Linked DNA regions of Mus musculus: region 2 is linked to region 1. The links are chromatin contacts, called in public HiChIP or PLAC-seq maps. All regions are on one chromosome and are shown on one strand. Each heading gives the region's core, a stretch centred on a gene start, on an enhancer-like site or on the middle of the called end of the contact. The rest is flanking DNA. Distances are from core to core; before and after follow the strand shown. Region 1 holds the start of Pik3r5 (phosphoinositide-3-kinase regulatory subunit 5). Region 2 has its middle 35 kb from the start of Myh10.

Evidence for each region. HiChIP or PLAC-seq counts read pairs in DNA pulled down with a chosen protein or histone mark.
Region 2: a contact with region 1 is called in an H3K27ac HiChIP or PLAC-seq map of microglia, with 4 times the contacts expected there. The contact joins the enhancer-like site here to the promoter of Pik3r5 in region 1. A contact is called at or near these places in 1 of 484 Hi-C or Micro-C datasets (embryonic retina) and 1 of 115 datasets of contacts at active chromatin or transcription factors (microglia).

Annotation. Positions count from the first base shown.
Region 1 is chr11:68,429,587-68,434,142 of GRCm38.p6, reverse strand. It overlaps Pik3r5 (phosphoinositide-3-kinase regulatory subunit 5), which reads right to left and starts at 2,018. Exons shown (of 19, transcript NM_177320.2): 1 at 1,881-2,018. It overlaps Gm32046 (a long non-coding RNA gene), which reads left to right and starts at 2,058. Exons shown (of 2, transcript XR_388771.3): 1 at 2,058-2,232; 2 at 2,465-3,455.
Region 2 is chr11:68,654,637-68,659,072 of GRCm38.p6, reverse strand. No RefSeq gene overlaps it. Among named protein-coding and RNA genes, the nearest start is that of Myh10, 35 kb to the left of the region's middle. Within about 2 kb of position 1,547, at least 62 of the 459 cell types and tissues checked have an H3K27ac peak or open chromatin away from gene starts, as enhancers often do. A contact at or near this core is called in microglia, where this site is marked.

The DNA of each region.
Region 1 (4,556 bases), core at 769-3,268:
AATTAACACCCAGAAAAAAAAAAACAAACAAACAAAAAACCTAGATACCACAAAATGTCAATGAGGTTCGATTTTTTAAATGTATGCAAGATAGAAGACTGACACAATTCTGTGTGTACCCATGTACCTCTAAAAAATATTCCCTCCAATCTGTAAATATACCCTGTATTTAACAAACTGTAAGATGCCATCAGTTGTAAAGATGCACCACTACTTTGTGTATTGACAAGAAAGAAATATCAGGGCTTATTATGATAGTAATCTGTTAACTTTAATTGCTAAACTTCGAGTGTGAAGTGGAGCTCAAGGCCAGCCTCGGCTACCTACTGAGTCGGAGGCCAGCCTGGGGCACAGGCTGAGATTGTCTCAGAAATGACAGAGCAGATGAGACAGCTTCCTGCTTTGCTTGACAACCTGAGTCCCTGGGACTCACAGGGTAGGAGAGGACAGACCCCTTCCAGGTGCCCTTTGACCACCATATGTACCATAGCAAGCCTGCACGTGTACGCTCTCATCCACAGCCACAAATTAAATAACAAATGTTTTAAATAATAACTGATATATGGAAATAAAATGTGAACCACATGTACATCTCCAAATTGAGGATATATCCTTATAGGTAATATTCGTTGCTGCTCATTTGGACCAAAGGCTCAAACACCAGGCTACACACACACACATACACACACACACACACACACACACACACACACACGTTTACGTAGCGCACAGTTCAGCCCCTCGGTGGGAATGAGTCTCTTTAAACATACAGATTCTATGTGCTTGTAAGAGCTTGTAACAATCACAGTGGAGGGTTGCCCACGAAGCTCTCATTGCGTTGTGTTCTTTCATTTCTGACCTGACACTGCAGCTCAGACATACACAGCCAGTTTTACAAATAAGGAGATGTCATATGCCAGAACCTGGCTGGACTTCAGGTCTCTATTCCGTCTTACACCTTACCAAGCAAACTCCCCCATCAAGGCTTAAGAACCCTATTTAAAATGTGTTTCACCTTGGAAAGCTGTACTGTACAACTGGGTTCCAAAGACTCGACAGGCATTACAGGAGCATAGCTCTGCTCTGGGAACCGGGCCTTACCAGGCAAGGAAAGCAAAGTGGACCGCCATTCAGAAAAGGCCTTCAGGTGAGTTGGCCTGCTTTTAGACCTCCTGTTGCCAAAAGCCACCCCTCCTCTCGACAGGAGGCTTAACTCACTTCATACCACATCCTGCTGCTTTCATCTCGCCTTCCTTTTCCCTCTGAACAGCCTCCTTCCTCCTACTGTCCTGAACTTCTTGCATATTTACTACTACCACCCTAGGATGGGCCATCATGCCAGTCCTACCATGCACACACGTGTATACATTCACACACTCATACTCGCGTGTCTCCGGCGTGTAAACACTGTGCTGGGCGCGCAATTCCCAGCCCGCAGCCGCGTCTGAGAGTCACTAACTTTGGGCAGCCTGAGGCTCGGTGGAGGATAACGCCCCGGTCCTGATGCCAAACAACTCCTGTTGTCCACGTTCCTCCAGAGAGTTCAGAGCCAGAGACAGGCAGGTTCCTTCACTCCAGAGCACACGGTGGCTTGTAACCCAGCAGGAGGCTGCACACACACACACACACACTTGGCCGCATAGCTACTTCAATCTTGATGAACAGTCCTGGGACGCCCCTTCTGCCTCTGGGTTTGTCCCATGGGTTTGTGGGCCCCGGTCCCCTAGGTGGACCTTAACTATAGAACTAGAAGGTCGCCAACTGTCCAGCCTACCGGCTGCAGTTGGAGCACACTACTCCAGAATGGTCCCAACCTGCTCTGGCTGTGCTTCGAGCTCTTATACGCGTCCTCAGCACCCCCTGGCTGTCCAGCTACACACCTGCAGTCCCCGCTGGGCGCCGGGCGCCGAGCCCCTCTCCTGCGGCGACTCTCAGCAGTTGGGGTGAGGCCCCCGACCACCGCTCAGCGGCTGGAACCGGGCAGCAAGTCCCAGCATCTGCCGGGTCTCTACAACCCTAGGGGAGGCGGGGCCTTTGGGGCGGGGCTTTGGGGGCGGGGTATGACCAGGGCTAGCCGCCCAGCCGGGCTCTCTCGCCCTCTGGTGGCTCGATTGTGTCAAGCCGGTACATCCAGCCCTAGAGTTTAGGACTCAAAGCAGTTGCCCTGCGCTAGGACCCCATCCGCTTCGGCTTGTGTACCAGTACTGAGTAACACAGCTCCCCAAAAGTAAGGTGAGGTTCCGTGGGGCGGAAGAGCGTTTTGTCTGTGCAGGAGGGGTGGGTGGGGGCTTCGGGGAAGGAGGAGAAAGAGGAAGCTCCGATGAGCTGCTTCCTTCTCGCAATGCGACCCAGCGCCCCACTTCCTCCTACTACTTCTATTTTTCGGGTGCTCTTAACCCTTAAAAGGCCTGCACCCCTGATGTGCTGAGGAGTAAGCACCCTGATTCCTCTATTCCGTCTACAGGAATCTTCCTAGAAACTTCCAACCAATCCAAACTTCCAGCACTGCTTCTGCAACCTCTGATCTCACAACCCACCACCTCTACACGGTACCAGAATCTCTCATCACTTCAGCTGGGTTCCACCTTCCCAGTAGTAGATCTAGAACCGACCACAAGGTCATACGTTATTGTTGCTCAAAAGCCACAACCCTACCTGAAAGCTAATGTAAAAACCCAATGGTTTTTCTTTTCCTGACTCCCTAAATACCAAGAAAAAGCAACTTCCCTAAATAGACAGAAACAGAAAGTACCCTTTGGGCGGGCGCAGAAGTTGGAACTAGGTGGGAAGGGGCTCAATGCCCACCATAGGTCTAGCCACAGTGATCTCCATCCCAACTACCTGTTTACAGGTGAGGAGCCCGGCCGTGGGCAATGTGGTCCATACAACTCTCTCCCCAGTCTCTACTTTATTCACAAACATGTTGACATTTGGAGGAGAGGGATGGAGGAAGCAGGCTTCACTGTAAAGAAGCAGACAAGATTGGCAGTAGGTGCCTGAAGGAGAAGATAGAGAAGAGCGCATTTCACAGTCCAGGAATGTGCTAGAGAAGTTGTGGAATGTTTGACTTCTTCTGCATTCTTGCTATTCCCAAAACTGAAGGCAGAATAAAGCTAAAACCCCGGGAAGCTCAGGACCTCAGAAACCCAGCGATGCTGCCCTCCAATGGCACACCCTCTTTCTTACTAGCAGCTGTGGCGCAGATGTTGAGTTTGAAATTTTCCTCCCTTCAACACTGGGGTGTGTTGTTGTCCCTGCAGGGCCAACCACCAGACCTCAAGAGCACCTGGCATCTTCTGGACAGAAATTAAAGTGACAGCCACTAGAAGCAGTGTCCCCAGTGCAGCTGGAAAGACCCATGGGTGCCTCTGTCACTCGGTGGTGCCACCTGGTTACATTCCCACCACTGTACAGCTCTGTTGTTTCCTCTTACAAACAAGGCTATTTGTAATCCCCCTGCTTCCCTTCGTTGTCTGATGTTTTCAGAGAGCAGCCTGCCCTGTTTTGACTTCCTCATCTTACATTTAGTCCACTATGTTCTAGAAAAAGGTCACCAGGAAAGCCCTAAAGGCCAGATCCAGCATGTGGCTTACTGTTGCTACCTTTCTGAGGAAACTCCCCTGGTCCCTGGAGACCCTTCACTTCAGACCTCTGTTTCTGGCTTCTTTTTCTTCATCTTCTCTTTAGCATTGGAAGCCTTGCATGTTTGCATGAGTTGGCTTCTCTTTTCCCAGAGCACTTTGGTCCATCTGTCCATCCCATTCAAAATGGTAGCCTGGACTTCTCTCTTGAGTGGAAAACCTGTGGTTCTGGTGCTTCTGCACCTCTGTACCTCAGTCGTCAGTGCCGAGACGCCCTGGGATCTCATTCCCTCCCCACAGGCTCCAGCTCCTGACAGCACCATGCAGAGGACGACGCTTCCAACACAGGAAGCCTAGTCAGCCAGCTCACATCCAAACTCTTAGCATGCTTTCCTAAAAGCCAAACTATCTGCTCATGGTAAACCGTACCTCAGCACATAGGACACGAGGCAGTCTGCCCTGAGTTTTTCATCCCTCCTTGCCCTTCCACAGTCTGATTTCTGTTTATATTGCCTCCCCTCAGTTATTCAGTCTGTACTCATAGCCAGACAACAGGTCATATCAGTTGCCATTCATTCCTGGGAAAAGACTGAGCCCAGAGGAGCTGGGAAGCAGAAGGTGACCCAGAGGGATAGTCAAGAGAATCTGACAAAATGGCAACAGCCGGAATCCTCTAGCCTATACTTCCAAAAGAAGGAGGAGGAGGAGGAGGAGGAGGAGGAGGAGGAGGAGGAGGAGGAGGAGGAGGAGGGAAGGAGGAGGAGGAGGAGGAAGAGGAGAAGGAGAAGAAGAAGAGGAAAAGAGAAAGAAAGAAAGAAAGAAAGAGAGAAAGAAAGAAAGAAAGAAAGAAAGAAAGAAAGAAAGAAAGAAAGGAAGGAAGGAAGGAAGGAAGGAAGAAAGAAAGGAAGAAAGCAAGCTAGTGAAAACTGGTAGGGAAAATAAAACATTCACATTTGTGTTTTCAGTGTTTGGGAG
Region 2 (4,436 bases), core at 298-2,797, 230 kb before region 1:
TTGGGAGAACATAATTCAATCCACAGGGTAAATGTCATCCCCTTTAGATGATTCCATCACTTACATCAGGAACATCTAGGACTCCTCAGCTCTGGGATAGCATTTACCGTAACTTCTGCAATGTGCAGTGGCTTTGCACTTGTAAACTGACTAACATAGAGTTTGTGTGTGGAGCTCAGAGACCTTGGTCAGTATCTGTTCCATTCATCAGTAAACAATCTATAAATGCTTGAAATTTTGAATTTAACTGATAAGGAGAAAAGAGATAAGGAGAAGGATTAGCTGTAGGGAACATTCCAGAATGGTCTGGAAGCCATTCAAAATAAGAGAATAAAAATCAAAGCTGTCCCAATTTTAAAAAAACTTCAAAACAAGTTACTCCCTCCAATTTTCTACTTATAGTTGTCAGAGCTTTGGTTTCTTACCCCCTCTCTAAATGGCAGAGCTTTGAAATGTTCTGAGGCGCCAAGAAGAATTTTTGAGACCCGGACACTCCAGTCTTGAGTCTCAAGGACCATGGCAGAGGTAGCAGGGGAGCCCTTTTGCTTATGGCTGAAGAGAAACCTCAGTCAGCAAAGTACTTATCTTGCAGGCCTTGTTTACCTTGTTTAAAAGTCAGGCATGGTAGCTCAGACTTACAACCCCAGCACTGTGGAGGCTGAGACAGGCAGATCCCAGGAACTTGTCAGCCAGATAGCCTAGCCTATTTGGGGAACACTGGGCTAATGAAATCCTGTGTCAAGAACCACTCACATCTACACGCACACACACACACACACACACACACACACACACACACACACACACACACACACACTTTCTTTCCCTCGCTGCAATGTCAGCTCCTAGCTCCAGATTTTGACCTCTGAGTTGAAAACCCCAAACCAAACCCATGCTAGGATGAGCTTACCTGGGCTACACCCCGTCACAGGACAGTCCGTGTGCCCTTAGAGATTCGTGGAAAAGTTGTCAGCTACACACTGAACCCAGATAATGCTACTTCTCAACACTGAGAGGAAACAGAATGGCTGGCTCTGAGCCCAGGCTCACTCTCGCCATAGTCGAAGCGTTTGACAGCAGTGGAGCTATTACTGTCTGCCTCCAGACAAGCAGTTAAGAATAACTTTGCAGAGGCTGTGCTCTACAGGCCTAGTCATCCTGAAATAGCTGAGACATGACGGCCTGTTACCTTGATGCCTGTCTTTCGGGGAGGCATGCCGAGTGGGCCAGGAAAATAACATTATTTTTATTTTTATTATTTTTTTGGTTTCTCTAGAATGATTCCAGGAGACCCTGAATCTGGCTTTGAGGTCAGAGTCCAACTGTTCGTTCATAAGCACCCCTGCCCCCCATGGCATTTTGGTGGTTCCTGCTAAATTGGACAGTTCCTGATGTAGGGGCTGTTTTAAATCAGTGTTTGAGAGCAATTGGCCTCCTAAAAAATGCCAAATAAATTCAAGTGGGGTGGAGAAAGGTGTTCCAGTAAAATAGCCTTTTACACAGCATTTGCAGGGCCTTGCCATGGGATATTTGAAGCATTTCTCATATGTAGGCTCTGCAGTCGACTAAATTATTGTCTCAAACATTCTCTTGTACCTCTCTGTGGGAGACTTACATCCCTCTACCATGTTGACATGAAGTTTAGCCCTGTAAATTCCTTTGGCCAAGATAATGTAAACAGAAGGGATAAATGTTATTTTTTGAGAAAAAGCCTTAAGAGCTATTCCACAGATCACCACCAGCCACCCTTTTCTTGCTGCCCTGCTCTCAGGAATGTTCCAGATAAGAGCCTCTCCTTCATTTTAGCCCCAGCAGGAAGAGCCAAAATTGACCAGTAGTGGCGGGGCTGGATCATTGTGAAATGAGACGTAAGTGTTCGCTGCTGTAAGCCACTGAGTTGTTGGGGTTTGGTTTTTTTTTTTTTTTTTTTTTGTAGATCAGCTTAGCCTAACTTGCCCAGTGCCATTTCCATTTTGAAAACAAGCAGATCAAGGCACCCTAAGATTGTGCAACGTGTTCAAGGTTATGCAAACAGGAAGTGAGACAAAAAACAAAACAAAACACAAAACAGGGTTCAAATCCAGACCACGCTCCTAACTGCTTCAGCTATTATTTCTTCTCAAAACCCTTTAGCTGGCACTGCCTCTCTGTGTGCTTCATTTTCCCTGGAGGCCTTTAAGAACACCCCACAACTTCTTTGATCTTCAGTAGGTACAGCTGACCAGGTAGGCACTCTCTGTATTAAAAGCATACCTGGCTATTGAAGGAGCCAGACTCATTGGTATGCAAAGCCGGAAACAACTTTGTTTTCCCGTGCTGCGGGTCTTGCAGGAATTAATGAACTATTCATCGTTGGAGAATTAAGAACTGAGATTAAATCTCATTTCAAAACCCTAGTCTCTGAAGCACTAGGCAGCTGCTCTCCTGCCCCAGGTTTGCAAGTCTGCAGCAGAGAAGGGAGTCCTGGTTGACTTCCTTTTCTGCTGTTTCTGTGTGGTAATCTTCCATGTTTCCTCCACTCACCTGACAGCCTCAGGCTCCTGCAGAAGCCAGGTTGGGGTGGGATGAGGGAACAAAAGGCAGGAGATGTCTTCCTTCCTTCCTTCCTTCCTTCCTTCCTTCCTTCCTTCCTTCCTCCCTCCCTCCCTCCCTCCCTCCCTCCCTCCCTCCCTCCCTCCCTCCCTCCCTCCCTCCCTCTTTCTTTCTTTCTTTCTTTCTTTCTTTCTTTCTTTCTTTCTTTCTTTCTTTCTTTCTTTCTTGATTCCTCAGGAGACTCTCCCATTGGGCACCACTTTCTGGCCCAGGCTTTCTGACTGGCCACTTACAGCATTCCTAGCTTCTTTCTGTCTATACTCCATCCTCAGGCATCCTCATCTATCTGCTTCTTGGTACCATTAATTGGTTTGGTTTTATAGACGTGGCTTTATAGACTGTATATTCTCTGGAAAGGGTGAATGTCTTGTTTCACATTGCAGAATTCTTTTTGGATTCATCATGGCATCCATGGGCACCACTTAAAATGGGCAAATTCCATGATTGCACAGAGCCCGTGGGAAAGTCCACTCACCTGTGACTGGTCACAATGCAAGTGCAGCCTGTCCCCAGGCAGCTGCCCTGAGTGGCTTTGCTTTTGTTTTTCAGATGTGTCAGAAGCCAAGGGAAAGCTACTCTGGGTTGTTCACAGGGTTTCTAAGCAGTAGAAAGCCTTTTACTTGGTTTGGAGACAAGTACGACATAGAGCTCCCTCACCCCTTACATCATCTCCTATTATTTTGAGTGAAATCCTCTTTTCTCCCAGTTCCCCCTGCACAGCCTGCAGTGATGACTTCCTTGGCTCTATTTTTAGTGAGCATGCATAGATGACTTGGTACTTCCCTCTAGAGTACATGAACATCTGACATCACATCATGTGTTCTTAGCTTGGAGGCCCCTGTTGAGACAGCTACAACTGGGAAGACCTAATTGCTAGCATCTACTGTGGTGAGTTAGAAACTAGAGAAGGCTTTTGCTTAGACCCATCTCAATGCCTCAAGGGGCATTTGTAACTCAAGTGCCCCTACTGCCCTGGCTTGTGACTTTACACTGTTATTTAATGGGCAGATCACAATAGCTCAGAATCCAGGCTCCTTTGCTGTGGGCTTTACCAACTTTTCCTTCACAAAGGTCATAGGACTTGAGAAGAAATGTTCCCTAGAGCTACAATTCATTCATTTTGGATCACTTTTTTTTTTTTCTAGGTGGGAGACTGGGTCTCTATGTAGTCCTAGAAGTCCCTGGGACTTATGCAGACCAAGCTGTCCTGAAAAATCACAGAGATCCACCTACCTCTGCCTCCTAAGTGCTGGGATTAAAGGTGTAAATCATGCTTGGCTGTTCCTCATCTCTTTAAAGACCCTGGCAAAATCTAGTGACTGAATTGCAGGTCTCTCTTTACGGCTTGAATGCCAACCTCTTCCTCATGAGCAGAATGGAGGCACACTTGGATAGACTACCAAAAATTTGAAGTAACTGAAAGACAATGTGGAGACCCTTCTAGATAAAATAGAGAATGCCCAGTTAAGTTTAAACTCCAGCTAAGGAACATGTTTAATATAACTACGTCTGTACAGCATTTGGAACCAAGAGGAATTTAGGATATACCTATGCTATCGTGTTCTTGTTGTTTATTTGAAATTCAAATCTAAGTGGGGGCACAGTACCTTTCTCCCAGCAGCCCTGCATCTTTATTGTGTTGTTCTGTGGCCTTTAGTGTGTTCCTTGTTAAAACTCAACCCAGCTACCTCAAAGGGAGGTATTGTGGGAAATCTCCCCAGAACTGGCGTTATGAACAGCTATAAGCTACCATGTGAATGCTGGGAACCAAACCTGGGATGTCTGTAAGAGCAACAAATGACCCTAACCACTGAGCCATCTCTTTAGTTCCTCAGCTAGTTTTC